Regions from separate parts of the Hordeum vulgare genome. Here all the other regions are linked to region 1. Evidence: chromatin contacts called from public Hi-C data. All regions are on one chromosome and are shown on one strand. The core of a region is the stretch at or near the end of the contact, and the rest is flanking DNA. Distances in the headings are between cores, read along the strand shown.

The links. A called contact is a pair of places that touch in the nucleus more often than the background predicts.
Region 2: a Hi-C map of leaf shows a contact between it and region 1, with 3 times the contacts expected there. The contact joins the promoter of LOC123452187 here to the promoter of LOC123398323 in region 1. A contact is called at or near these places in 2 of 6 Hi-C or Micro-C datasets (both in leaf) and 1 of 1 datasets of contacts at active chromatin or transcription factors (embryo).
Region 3: a contact with region 1 is called in a Hi-C map of seedling, with 4 times the contacts expected there. The contact joins the promoter of LOC123452194 here to the promoter of LOC123398323 in region 1. A contact is called at or near these places in 4 of 6 Hi-C or Micro-C datasets (leaf and seedling) and 1 of 1 datasets of contacts at active chromatin or transcription factors (embryo).

Annotation. Positions count from the first base shown.
Region 1 is chr5H:525,655,919-525,660,492 of MorexV3_pseudomolecules_assembly, forward strand. LOC123398323 (protein LIFEGUARD 2-like) reads left to right here and starts at 2,433. Exons shown (of 2, transcript XM_045092806.1): 1 at 2,433-2,923; 2 at 3,062-3,687. The coding sequence starts at 2,653. The coding sequence ends at 3,540.
Region 2 is chr5H:525,427,740-525,432,313 of MorexV3_pseudomolecules_assembly, forward strand. LOC123452187 reads left to right here and starts at 2,667. Exons shown (of 7, transcript XM_045128792.1): 1 at 2,667-2,813; 2 at 3,312-3,641; 3 at 3,733-3,852; 4 at 3,946-4,104; 5 at 4,466-4,574. The coding sequence starts at 3,399.
Region 3 is chr5H:525,808,836-525,813,409 of MorexV3_pseudomolecules_assembly, forward strand. It overlaps LOC123452194 (serine/threonine-protein kinase STY13-like), which reads left to right and starts at 1,931. Exons shown (of 3, transcript XM_045128802.1): 1 at 1,931-2,925. The coding sequence starts at 2,595.

The DNA of each region.
Region 1 (4,574 bases), core at 1,183-3,682:
AAGACTAATCTGTTGAAGATCAATGTGGATAAGACCTAAGTAAGTGCCATGTGACAGAACTTCCTGCACCCTTCGCCGGAGCTAGATTCGTCGTCAAAACGATGATAAAGCGGTAGGACATTATTCTAACTTGAACATCACCAACGGCTCGTTGCCCTGATGCAGGCCTGGCCAAACGGGTCGGGCCAAACAGACCAGCCCACGATCACATCGACACGGCCTGCCATGGACCACACACGACATGGTCTAAATGAGCTGGATATTGGCACGCGGCACACCTTGGGCCGTGCGTGGATGTGAAGGTTGGACACGTGGGCCAGTACGACACGTTCCATTTAATTTTTTAGGTATTTTTATTTATTTTTTAAATATATGTAACATAAAAACAGTTCAATAGACCTACAAATGAGCCCAACTTACTAAAAATAAGCAGCACATCGTCATAAATGGATCAATGTGTCAGCCCGTCTAGTAACCACACTGTGCATGGACCTGAAGACGCAACACATAGGCTGGCATGACACGACTCGTTTACTGAACGTACGCCTGTCAACCGGACAAAAAATCCTATTTGACGTGTGTTGTGTCAAATAGTCAGCGCTTCACACAAACACCCAGCCATGATTTGGGAGTGGGCCTCCGGTTTAACAGTTCCAAGGCCTCCGGTTTTGGGAAACTTCTAGATGTTCCCAACTGGTTTTTCCGGTTTTGAGAAAATTCTAGAAGGTTCGCTGAACCGGTTCTTCTTGTATTCGTTTCCTTTTTTCTTTATTCTGTTTTGTTTCTTTTTTTTCCTGTTTTTGTTTCAAAAAATGTTTTGGATTTTCAAAACTTGTTCTTCAAACTTGAAAAATATTTTTTGCATTTTAAAGTCTTTTGGATTTTCAAAAAACATTCTTCAAATTCCGAAAATCTTTCTGCTTTTTTCAAAAAATATTCTGTATTTTCTATAAATGTTCGGTATTTTCGAAAAATGTTTTTACTTTTGAGAAAAATGTTCTGGATTTTCAATATATGTTCTAGATTTTCAAAAAATGTTCTATATGTTTTAAAATGTATTTGAAAAATGTTCTTGTTTTTCGAAATTTGTTCTCAAGATTAAAAAATGTTCGTGTTTTCAAAACAAAATCACGTTTATGAATTTGTTCAGTATTTTTAAAAAAATTCTCATTTTTAAATTTTGTTCTAACGATTCAAAAAATGTTCACGCTTCCAAATTTGTTCCTGGTTTCCAAAATTGTTCTCCGTTTCAAAAAATTATTCTCAAGATTCAATAAATGTTTATACTTTAAAAAAAATCGCTGTCCCAAATTTGTTCAACATTTTTCACAATTGTTCTTGATTTTAAAATTTGTTCTCAATATTTAAAAATGTTCGTCCTTTAAAAAATTATTCATGCTTTCAAATTTGTTCTCTGGTTTAAAAAACATTCATGTTCTTGAAAAATGATTGAGAAATTCAACGATTGTTTGTTTTGACCAAAAAAGAAAAAAGGAAAACGGGAAGAAAAACGAGCCAAAAAAGGAAAAAATGAAATAAGCAGAAAACGAAAAAAAAGAAGAAAAAATGAAGTTATCCGATTTTTTTAGACAAAAAAAATTGGTCCGGTCCAGTGGGAGCGAGCCCCTGCCGCAACGAGCGGCAGGTAGGAGTTCAAACCGAACCGTGCCTGACACGATTAGGACGGACCTAGCCGGCCCGACAGATCGGCCCATTTGGCCGAGTCTACCATGAGAACGCTTTTTTTAGAGGAAATTCGTCGCTTTATTAACTCAGCTTAAAACAAGTCTGGGGTCTCATCTGAGACCACATCAAAAATAAAATTCGGTGGAATCATAAGCCACATTTTACAAAGATCCTCCGCAACACCTATTCTAGCTAATTTAAGCGCTGCAGAATTCACAAATCTTCGTACCCACGTCACTTTCACCTCATCGAAGAAGTGGAACATCGCTTTGATCGCCTTCGCCCTTGGGCCAACCGCAGATTTGCCCATGAGGACGCTCTGCGCCGTTGCCACAGGCATGGTTTGAGTTGCTGTTTTTTTTTCCTCATTAAAAAAAGTTGCTGTTTTTTTTCGGGAAGTTTGAGTTACTGTTTTTTAAGGATTTTTGTAGAGTAGTACTAACTGTTATGAAACTGGAGGGTTTAATTTTGCAAAGCAGGCCTATAAATAGGTCGCGCGATACTTGGAAAGAGAAGGCAGGTAATCACCTGAAGGAAGCAAACCACGGATAACCCTCGTCAGTAGGCAAAGGCAACGCACATATTTTGCGGCACAGCTTTCTCCCCCCCTCCAGACGCCACCAGAGACCAACCAGACTTACCAGAAGGTCAGCCATCCCGGCAGGCCCCACGCGTCAGCCTCCCGGAACCGCCACACACGACCCCCAACCGCCGAGAAGCCTCCTGAACCTTCATTTCCTCTCCCGCGCCATCCTCCGTCCCGTCTTGTCCCCTCCCCTCTCCTCTCTTCTCCTTAAAACTCTCCGCCCCACGCCAGCCCTCACCGCACCGCCGCACAACCGCACCGGGAAAGGAACCAAGGCGACACGTGCTCTGCTCCGGGACCCCGAGCCATCCCATTCGATCCGCGCACCGTCGTCGTAGAGGAGAGGGAAAGGGAAGGTAGACCGAAGAACGCCGACGACGATGTATTTCCGGCCGCCGCCCAAGGGCCCCGAGTGGGGCGGCGACGCGGAGGCCGGGCAGGCGGCTCGGCCGCTGTACCCGATGATGCTGGAGAGCCCGCAGCTGCGCTGGGCCTTCGTCCGCAAGGTGTACACCATCCTCTCCATCCAGATGCTGCTCACCATCGCCGTCGCCTCCGTCGTCGTCTTCGTGCGCCCCGTCGCGCTCTTCTTCGTCTCCTCTCCCGCCGGCTTCGGGCTCTACATCTTCCTCATCATCCTCCCGTTCATCGGTACGTCCCCTTTCCTTACGTTATGCGACGCGCGCGCGATCTCAAACCAATCCTTCGTTGCCATGCATGCTCTGTTTCCTTCGATTCGATGTGTGTGACTGTCGCTCACCGTGCCCGGCCGTGTGTTTGGAACCGCAGTGCTGTGTCCTCTGTACTACTACTACCAGCGGCACCCGGTGAACCTGCTGCTGCTGGCGCTCTTCACGGTGGCCATCAGCTTCGCGGTGGGGCTCACCTGCGCCTTCACCAAGGGGGAGGTGATCCTGGAGTCGGCCATCCTGACGGCGGTGGTGGTGGTGAGCCTGACGGCGTACACCTTCTGGGCGGCGAGCCGCGGGCACGACTTCAACTTCCTGGGCCCGTTCCTGTTCGCGGCGGTGATGATCCTCATGGTGTTCGCGCTCATCCAGGCATTCTTCCCGCTGGGCCGCATCTCGCTCATGGTCTACGGCGGGCTGGCCGCGCTCGTCTTCTGCGGCTACATCATCTACGACACCGACAACCTCATCAAGCGCTACTCCTACGACGAGTACGTCTGGGCCGCCGTCGCGCTCTACCTCGACGTCATCAACCTCTTCCTCTCCCTGCTCACCCTCTTCAGGGCGTCCGATTCCTGAAGTGCCTGCCTTGCCTGCATCAACCCCCTGCCCTGTAGCGTAGCCCCTCCTCCTGTCCTAATCCTTCCCCTGCCATTACATTACGAATCTGCTTTGCTTGTGTGTGAAACAATTTATTGTAAGTTAATTTTGACTTGCTTTACATAATTTGGTCTATGTAGCATCGTAATTTGCCAAGATTGCTGAATGGGATGGAATTCAGGAGCAGCTACTGCTAGCTAGTTGGCTCTCCTGTTTTAGCTGTGCGTCTGCCTCTGGTAAAATGTTATGCAAGTTCTCTTGGCATCCATCATCTTATCTTGCGCCTTGCGGGTTTGGACGTGTTGTCGTCGACGCTAGCTGCGGGGTGAGGAAGCCAGGGACAGAATCGTGTGCGCCTGCGTTCCTCGGCGTGGGCGCTTGGGCCATCTAGAATTATACTGCTCCATTACTATGGGTCCGTTTCTGTCGAGCGAGATCGACCTGCCGTGGGGCACGTTCACTACTCTCTCCCTTCTTTCGTGTCACAGTTTATAAGACATCACATGTAGGTAGATAGTTAATTTGACTCACATAAAATATATTGTTTAACATAAAAAATATATCATTAAAAAAATGTAAAGTTTCTAATGATATTTTTTAATATATGTCTCTCATTAAGTTGGTAAATTGACGACCTAGATACACGTGCCGGACTTATAAACTACTTCCTTACTTATAAACTACTTCCTTCGTTCTTAAATATACCTCTTTCTAGAGGTCCTAAATATAAGAGGTTTCATTAGTGAATTTTTATTAGTGAATTACATAGGAATGTATATCGATACATTTTAGAGTGTAGACTCATCCATTTTATTTTGTATGTAGACCCAGACTTATATTTAGAAACGGAGGGAGTAAAAATTTTCCATCGTAATATTTGTCTCATTTATATCGTCCTAACCTGACAAAACTAAAAATGCAACAAAACTAAAAAAGCAACGTAACGCTAGCAAATACTACCAAGAATTGCACAAGATCGAAGAATCCCCTAAATTTAACATCAGTGCCGTTAT
Region 2 (4,574 bases), core at 1,417-3,916, 230 kb before region 1:
GGGGAGACACACCAGCCCTTAGTGGGCTGGTGGGACAGCCCCAAAGGGGCCTATGCGCCAAGAGAAAGAAAATCAAAGGAAAAGAAAAAAAAAGGAGGGAAGAAGTGGGAAGGGAGGGGGACTCCTCCCACCAAACCAAGTCCAACTCGGTTTGGGGGGGGGGAGTCCTCCCCCCCTTGGCTCGGCCGACCCCTTGGGAGTCCCTTGGACTCCAAGGCAAGGTCCCCCTCCCTCCTCCTATATATATGGGGCTTTTAGGGCAGATTTGAGACGACTTTCTCACGGCTGCCCGACCACATACCTCCATAGTTTTTCCTCTAGATCGCGTTTCTGCGGAGCTCGGGCGGAGCCCTGCTGAGACGAGATCATCACCAACCTCCGGAGCGCCGTCACGCTGCCGGAGAACTCTTCTACCTCTCCGTCTCTCTTGCTGGATCAAGAAGGCCGAGATTATCGTCGAGCTGTACGTGTGCTGAACGCGGAGGTGCCGTCCGTTCGGTACTAGATCGTGGGACTGATCGCGGGATTGTTCGCGGGGCGGATCGAGGGACGTGAGGACGTTCCACTACATCAACCGCGTTCTCTAACGCTTCTGCTGTTCGATCTACAAAGGTACGTAGATCACTCATCCCCTCTCGTAGATGGACATCACCATGATAGGTCTTCGTGCGCGTAGGAAATTTTTTGTTTCCCATGCGACGTTCCCCAACACCCCCCCCCCCCAAGTCTCCAAGGGGGATCCAACTTCGTCCCTTTGTGGCACCTTGTCCCCTAAGGAAGTGGTGGGCACTAGGCACGTTCTAGAACATTCTAAAAGATTTCAAAGTCTTCTTAGACCATTTCAGAAGATTCCTCCACCTTTCGGGAACCTTTGCAATTCCATTGGGACACTTCGGGACCTCCTCAAGCACTTTCGAGGTCATCTGAAACACTCTCGAAACCCTTCTCTCTCATTCTCTCTCGTAGTGCTTCTACATACCACTAGTCATTAGGCGTGTGACCCTATAGGTTTGAGAGTACGCGAACATGTGTGGAACAACTCCCGGTCGATCAAGATCATTATCGAGTGAATCTTTTGTTATCGCAAACAATTTCCTTTGCCTCATGGTACACTACAAAACACAAGGCGAGACTTTTAATAGTATCCCCCTGATCAACACCTCGATTACTATGCCTAGTTATTCTCGTTATTGGCTTGTACTCTTTTCTCATTTTTTTATTACAATATTCCCATGAATAACATCTTAATCACTGTAACTGGTCACGCAATGCTAGGTGGTGTAATACCGAGTGAGTCCAGAGTATATCTCTCCATCGCTGGAGGGGCAAATCCTAGTCTTGACACATCAAGCACTAGGACATATTCTTCTGGCGTACCCGAAAGTCGCCTTTATAATTACCTACTTATGGAGTAACATTTGGCAACCCCAAAGTAACCATCTCTAGTATCAAGGTCTACGATATTAGCATGGTCTAAGAATGCAAGTAAACGTTAACACTCTATTTGAAAATACCGATGATAGATTGACGACATGATCTTATAGTATTTCGTAAGTTGGGTCTATCCACACTACTGCTAGTCTAACAATGTGTTCTTATTATTGCATGAACCCTTGTTACTTTAGAAATGCCAATAGTTAGGGAAACATAACTATCAACAATACATGATCTAGTCCAGAGGCATGACCAGGGAACTGTTTAGCGTTTCTTTCTACACATGCAACTAATTTTGCATCTGAATCTCATATTAAAGTACCATTGTCATTCTAGCATAGGAATGTGAATTTAATCATGAATACGGAAATAGAATAATAACACTTTTATTATTACCTCTATAACATGTGCTCAACAGGAAAACACCGAACCAAAGTGCAAGCTCTTTGCCTAGCTCCTACTGTTTCTGAAAGCCCTTATTACGGATCTCCTTGCTGCTCGTTGGTGGCCGCAAGAGGAGTCTTGCAACTCACGAAGTTTAAAATTAACAATCACCCTGCAAGATTTGTTTTTTTGTTGGAGGCATTGTTGCGAGCTGCCTTTCAATTGCTATATATTTGGCATTAGTTTTCTCATGTCTTCTTGTCTACGCCAACAATTTCTCAATCGTTACTTTTACAAGCTCCTGAATTTCAACTAGTTTTTTCTTTTCTGTTTGAACTCTCGTGCATTCGACTTGCTTGTGATGGCTTCGTGCATCATATCAAAGGTTTTGGCCAACACTCATTTGCACGCTGCACCAGGAGGCGCCAAGGAGTTTCGCCGGGTTTTTTTTTTTTTGCAGCCTATGGTCCACCGTCCGGCTGCCTTGAATTGTTCCTCTTCCAAAAACAAAACAAAAAATATTTATGCTTGCCTTGGCCTCTGATTTACTATTTCATCACCAAAGCGCTGCATGTTACGTCGACGCTAGTACCGGCAATATGGTCCTGGATTGTCCGTGTCGTGCTCAACTTTAGACGTGTGCTCATCTTTTTTTCTGAAGGGAAAAGATACAGAGGGAGCTTTTTTTTTAATCTCCTGGGCCACCAACGGGCCACGACTGAAAACATATGAAGTTTCAAAACAGATTCATCCGAGAGCGATGGGCTGCTCCCTGCGGGGTCCACGTCGCCGCCGGCCTCGCCAGTCATTTTTTATTGTGGCCCCTGAATTTCCCCTCCCTTCCCCACAACATTTCCGTCGCCGCTTCTTTTAACCAGTAAACCCTCGACGGTGTTTCTATTTTCACCTCCTCACCGCACAATCCCCTTCGCCGTCTTCCTGGCTGCGGATTCTCTCGTTCGGCTTCTTCCGGCAGCTCCCCGCCTCCTCCGGTGGTACTGATTCTTCTTCCCCAACACCTTTGCTTCCCTGTCTTTTGATCTGGTTCCGGTTGAACGGATTGATTTATCTGCATCTGTCCGATCCGGTACGCGCAGTATTTGGCTGTTTGGGGTTTGGATTTCTGGTCTGGAAGAATCTCCAGTTCCGTGTCATTTCCAAGATTTTCACTAGGCTGGGCTGTCTGCGGTCGAGAAATAGCCGAATTTGTGCGTGGGCCATTCACGAGCTACTGATTTGTACAACTTGATGCTTGCTGTCCATCTTGGTTATGCATATCCTCGTATGGCGCACTAAAGTAATCAACAGCATGGGAATCTCAAAATAAAAGGATGTCGTAGTATGTAGAGTGCTCTAGTAGCTTGTAAATTTTAAACTTTAAATTCAGTATGTGTTGCAAGAAGTAGAGAGGATCTTTGTGAGTAGTACAGCACCGGCAGTTTTCTGTTGCAATTTTCCTTATCTGTGGCTGATCAAATCATTCTCTATTGTAGACTTAAGTTGCCGGCGGCTTCTGAAATCCTGTCCAGTTGCCGGAGAAATGTGCGAGCACCTTGCCGCAGCTTGATGAGCGACCAGTCATGCCGGCGCTACACGGACCCGTTCTGTTCGTCAGGCCCGGTGCTTACCAAGAGCTGAAACCGTTCCCCAAAAACGCCGCTGGTTCGTGTAGCAATTTATTGGGTGGCAACGCAGTTTGTAGTTCCGTTGAAGGCCATCATGTACAGAAGCCACACATTGTTTCTAGCTTCAGAGTCAACTTTACCAGAGTCAGCCATTATCTTCAGAGAAGCTTAAATGAGAGAACTGCAAGGCACTGGCTGGTACGGTATGCTTATCCACTGACCTCCCATGTGTGATGTGTTGAATTCTCAATCACCTTTTGTTTATATTGAACCATTGTGTTGTGTGCAGCATCGGTTTCATGTTAATGCTTCATCGGATGAGGACTTCCGCTCATCGCGCAATATAGCGACCAGCCTATTCAAGCAGTATAAGAATGTCATTGATCGAGGAGGAGGAGATAACATAAAAGTACTGGTTCTTGTTGAGATTCTTCATTATTTGATGTGCTTGACATAATTTCTGTCCATAATAATCATAAAGTCTGTCTTTTAATGTTACCAGGGGTTTGTTAGTGCTGGAGTGCAGGCATATGCCCTAGGCTGTACAGAAGAGGGGCTTAGGAAGGAACTTCTGGATATCAAAGATTCTGGCGTCAAAATTGAAGGCCTACGATCCTATGGAGGAGGAACAAGCTTGAGCTTCAAAGTCAGTTCTTTTGAGGTTAGCACATTCTCAAACATGAATTAGACCACTTCAGTTAACAACTTGTACCATTTATGTCCAAATATCTTTGATCTAAACTATGCTCTGCTCTGTAGTATTCAGAGTCTTACACTCAAACCGACGAGTTTTGCTTTGATATATTCCATCACCATATCTTTACTTTCTTCTAAATATGTTAACGATTGTCGGTAGATGCAGTCCAACAAATCATATTTGGGAAAATATGAAGCTTGATATAAGGTATACCATTTAGGCTGTAGCCCAACAGAGGACATGTTCATCATTGTAAGCACCCTTCACAAGATCTTCGGTGTTCTCATTCCATTTGTCTCAACGATGGTTTTTTCATGTACTGTAGGTAAAGGAGTGCATCCTGTGGCTTAGTATAGTGTTCATTACAATCCTGTGCACACCGCAGCCAACGGTCATCAGGTGGTCCACTACCCCACCGGTGTCAGCCGACGTCT
Region 3 (4,574 bases), core at 681-3,180, 150 kb after region 1:
TAAAAATTTCCTTGGAATATTCTTAATCGAGGACAAACATGTTTCCAATACCGAGAGATAATTTACGGATCTACAAGTGGTTATATTAAGGAGAATAATACTTGCAAAAATTCAGGTGCTAAGAACACAAAAACACTGTGAAACAGTGTGTGGATCTGTAAAACAATGCAGGAAGAATACAACTTGCTGGAGATTATGGTGGAACTACCGCAGTTTATTGCTAAGAGGAAGGATCTAAAACCATACTTAGACGGGCTAACGGTGCGAGGAACTAGCATTCATGGAGTTTCGATGCTACCCTAAGAAGGTTCGGGGTCTAGGTTTAATGGAGAAATGGAGGTTACCTAAAGAAGGAAGACGACGAGTGAAGAAGGCCGCGGAGGTTCTGCGCCGGAGACCGAGCCCCCGATCAGCTTGAGAAGCGGCTGGTCCGCGACAAAGGTTCGGCGATGGTGTGCTGGTCGTGATGCGAGCTCGAGGAAGAAGACGCAGCCGAGGAAATGGATAGAGGTAGGTGGGGATCCCCCTCCTCCCCCTGCTGCTACTTAAAGACCTAGGGCAGAATCGAAACGACAGGTGCGGGAATCGAGGAGCCACATTGAAAACCGGAAATGATGGCGCCTAGATTTTTGGGATGACATGATAAGACAAAAGATCCGTTGGGAGTGATGTCATCAAGATCCCAGAAATTGTGAGGAAGATGACGTTACCAACAAAGGACCTGGCGACTCATCACTTATTGAAGAAGAGCAGAGATCGTGTATGAGTCGCCGAAAACAAGTGTGAAGGTTTATTGGCATGAACAAATTCAAGTCAATCTGGAGCCTAATGTTAGGGATATTACCTGCGGTATAACCCGCCCTTTTGGGTCGGGTCAAGGAAAACGGCGACTCTACATTAACGGTCAAGATAAGCCTTGGCCCAAGGTCTGAGGAGACCTTGACAAAGGGCTGCCAGGGCCCGTGAGCTAGATGGCGGTTCAAGATTAAGAAGGAAGATAAGTCGCCAAGGAGGTTTCCTGACTTGGGAGACACGGCGACTTAGAGATATGAAAAGCCACGGTTTGTAACGTGGCTAGGACTTTGTAACCCCTAGGACCTCGACCTGTATATAAAGGTGAGTCTCTAGGGCAGATAGGCTAGGTTAGAATCCATTGAGAGCTAGGTCAGGCGAGTTACATCCTTCTTGTAATCGAATCCACCATCAATATACAAAAAGCAGGACTTAGGTTTTTACCTCCACAGAAGGGGCCGAACCTGGGTAAACCTGAGTCTCGTTTCCGCTCACCCTCTTTGAGTCGCTATCAAGGTGCGATGGCTCCATCACTAAATCCTTTCACAAGGACATGTGTCGTGACAAAACCACGACAGATAACGTGTGAAGGAGAAATGTGGTCAAAGAGATAAGGCGAGCCGGGGCATGTGTCGAGCAGCGCGAGCAGCTTATGTTTCTTCCATTATCATCCGACGAATTTTACACGGTTTCCATATATAAACTGTACTCATGCTATCAATCAATACAAGTTAATCATTTTCACTTAGACCAAAAACTACCAGAAAACAGAGAAATCCCATGACCGGTTCGCATAATTCATTCACAGTTTTGACCAATCCCATTAAAAACCCAACGAATTTTCCTATCCCCCGCTGCCATTTCCGCGGAAGAGATCACAACGTGTCACCATCATCGGAGACGCAGAAGCAGAGAGAACCAGAACGGAAGAGGTGAGGTGAGCCAAAGCGGGGCACGCACCTTCGCGGCGCACAACAGCAGAATATACCACTGCCGCCCTAGCGCACAGAGCGGGCGAGAGAGTCAACGGCCCATGGGGGCGAGGAACGGTCGCTGCGCCGCTCCGCTCCTGGATTCTGGCCAACGGAACGGGTAATAAACAAAACGGCCCTCCCCTTGCCTCTCGCCTCCCCGTCGCCGTCCATCCCCGTTCCCCGTCGCGCATTTCTAATCCCTCCCCCTCGCATTCCCGAATTAACAGCCCCCCTACGCGCCTCCCTCCTAAAAATAGGCAGATCTCGCCTCCCGTCGCGCCGGCTCCGCTCCTCCTCCTCGCCGCCGCCGCCGCCGCCGCCGCCTGCGATCCTCTTCCGACGACGAGGCCGCCGATCCGACCGGCATTCGTTCGTCCATCCTCCGCGGCTAATTCGATCCGCGCGCGGGTCTTCGCTCCGCTTTTGTCTGATTGCGATCTCTCCCCGCCGCGTCGTTTTCGTCTTACCCCACCCCGCCTCCACCCGCGCGGTTGATTCCTTTGTTGTTGCTTGCCTGCCTGCCTCGTTTGTTCCCATCTGCGACCGGGCGAGCTTGCGTCCGTCGGCGGGAGGTGGGTGGAGTGGATAGATAGGTCCGGAGCCAGCCGAGGATCGCCATTACGGTCCAAGCCGATCGGGCGTCACGCACGCGCCCGGCTTTAAATCCTTTCCTCCCCATCCATCCCATGGGCGGACACAGGATCGATCCGGGCCACCTCCTCTCCGCGGTCCGGGCGTAGGCGCCGCATTAGCTGCGATCTAGCTAGCTAGCCGGCACGGAAAGGGGGGAGATCGGTTTACCGATCGATCCGTCGGCCGGGCGATCTGATGAACTCCCTCACGGCCACCGGCAGCAGCAGCGGCGCCGGCGCCAGCGGCAGCCGCAGCTTCGGCAGCAGCGGCGGCGTCGAGATGAGGGCGGCCGACGGCGAGGGTTACCTGCGGGCCGACGGCTTCGACCTCGTCAACCTCGACATGCAGCTCGAGAAGACGCGCTCCAAGGTCTGGCTGGATCAGCAGCGGGGCGCCTCCCCCGCGCAGCCGGGGGAGCTCCTCGAGTGGGAGATCGACCTCGCCAAGCTCGACATCCAGAACCAGGTCGCCAGCGGCACCTTCGGCGTCGTCTACCGCGGCACCTACGACGGCAACGACGTCGCAGGTGAAACAAATCAAACGCGCTCCCCCCCTCTATCGCCTGTATCATTCAATCATGTGTCTCTTCTAGTAGTCTGTTTCGCCTGATTGCCATCTGCTTCATACAGTAGTATTTTTCTTTTCTCAAAGCAATTTAGGATGGCGAGAGATCTGGGTCGTGCTTGGTTTGCAGCCCCTGCTACACTAGCTTTCTCACCCAAAAAAAGGAAACTCGCAAGCCAATGCCAAATATTAGGCTAATGATTGTATGGTGGCCAAATCATTGGCTTGCCCATTTCAAGTTGCATGTCTCTCACCACTTACCAACCAATTGAGGCAACTAGTTCATAGTAAAAGTTATCAAACGCTGGCAAGTTTTGACATTGCAAATCTTGACTTGCCCATTGCCAAAAAAAAAATATATTATTGGGGCTGCAAGTCAAGCACACCCTTAATGCTGCCATGTTATCAACAATATTGGGGATGCACTCACAATTCATTGTAATGAAATTGTCAGGATGTTTTCATAACTAATCTAGTGATACCCTTGTCCAAATAAGTTTTCATAGGTTAGTGTTAAATTTAAAAAGGTTTATTGATTGTGTTTTAAGACGTGTAGAATGTATTGTTAGATATGTCAACATTTTAAATTGACATGGCAGCAATTGCTAAAAGAGAGATTGATGGCTTCACATAGTAATTCCATGCGGTACCTTGTTATCACCATAGTTGGTATTGAGTGATGTATGTGTAATGAGTGGTGGAAGGGACGGAGAAGGTGATTGGGGGGGGGGGGCAGGGGGCGTGTCGGTATACTAGGAACATGATAGGTTGCCAGTTTTGTCGTTGTAAAGGTATTAGCCGTTGTGAAGGGGCCGAGAAGGTGACGGGGGAAGCATGCCGGTATAGTAGGAACATGTTTGGTTGCCTTTGTGGAAGGAGCGGAGAAGGCGACGGGGGAAGCATGTCGGTATACGAGGAACATGGTTGGGTGCCGGTTTTGTCGTTGTGGAGGGGGCAGACAAAGTGACAGGGGAAGCATGACGATATACTAGGAACATGGTTGGGTGCCAATTTTGTTGTTGTGAAGGTAATGGCCGTTGTGGAGGGGCGGAGATGGTGGCGGGAGAAGCATGACGATATGCTTAGAACATGGTTGGGTGCCAGTTTTGTCGTCGTGAAGGTAGTGGCCGTTGTGCAGGGGGCGGAGAAGGTGACGGGGAAGCATGTCGTTGTGTGCCAACTTTATCGTTGTGAAAGTATTAGCTGTTAAGAATGACGATGTGGCTTTTTTGGCGGTGGTGATGGATTTCGCAATCTATCAGCTTTTGTTTATATTTTGATGATACTATCTTTGGTCCAATTAGGTATTATCGACGATTTTGAACCTTAGTTCTATCTTTTGAGCTTTTATCCATTACTCAACTTAACTACTCCCTCTGCACCTAAATACTTGTAGTTGGGGAGAACTAGTCTAGTTCTCCCCAACTACAAATATTTACGTACAGAGGGAGTAGTTTGAAAGCTAGTCGGAGAAATTGGAAAAGATACATTAGAAGCCATATTCCAAGTATAAGAATCTAGTTTCATTTGTGTTTTCACAAGTCTGCTTATAGGGCCGCCAGTCGGTTTAGGTCCTTTTCACCTTGTAGTGTATGTCATGATTCACGAGTG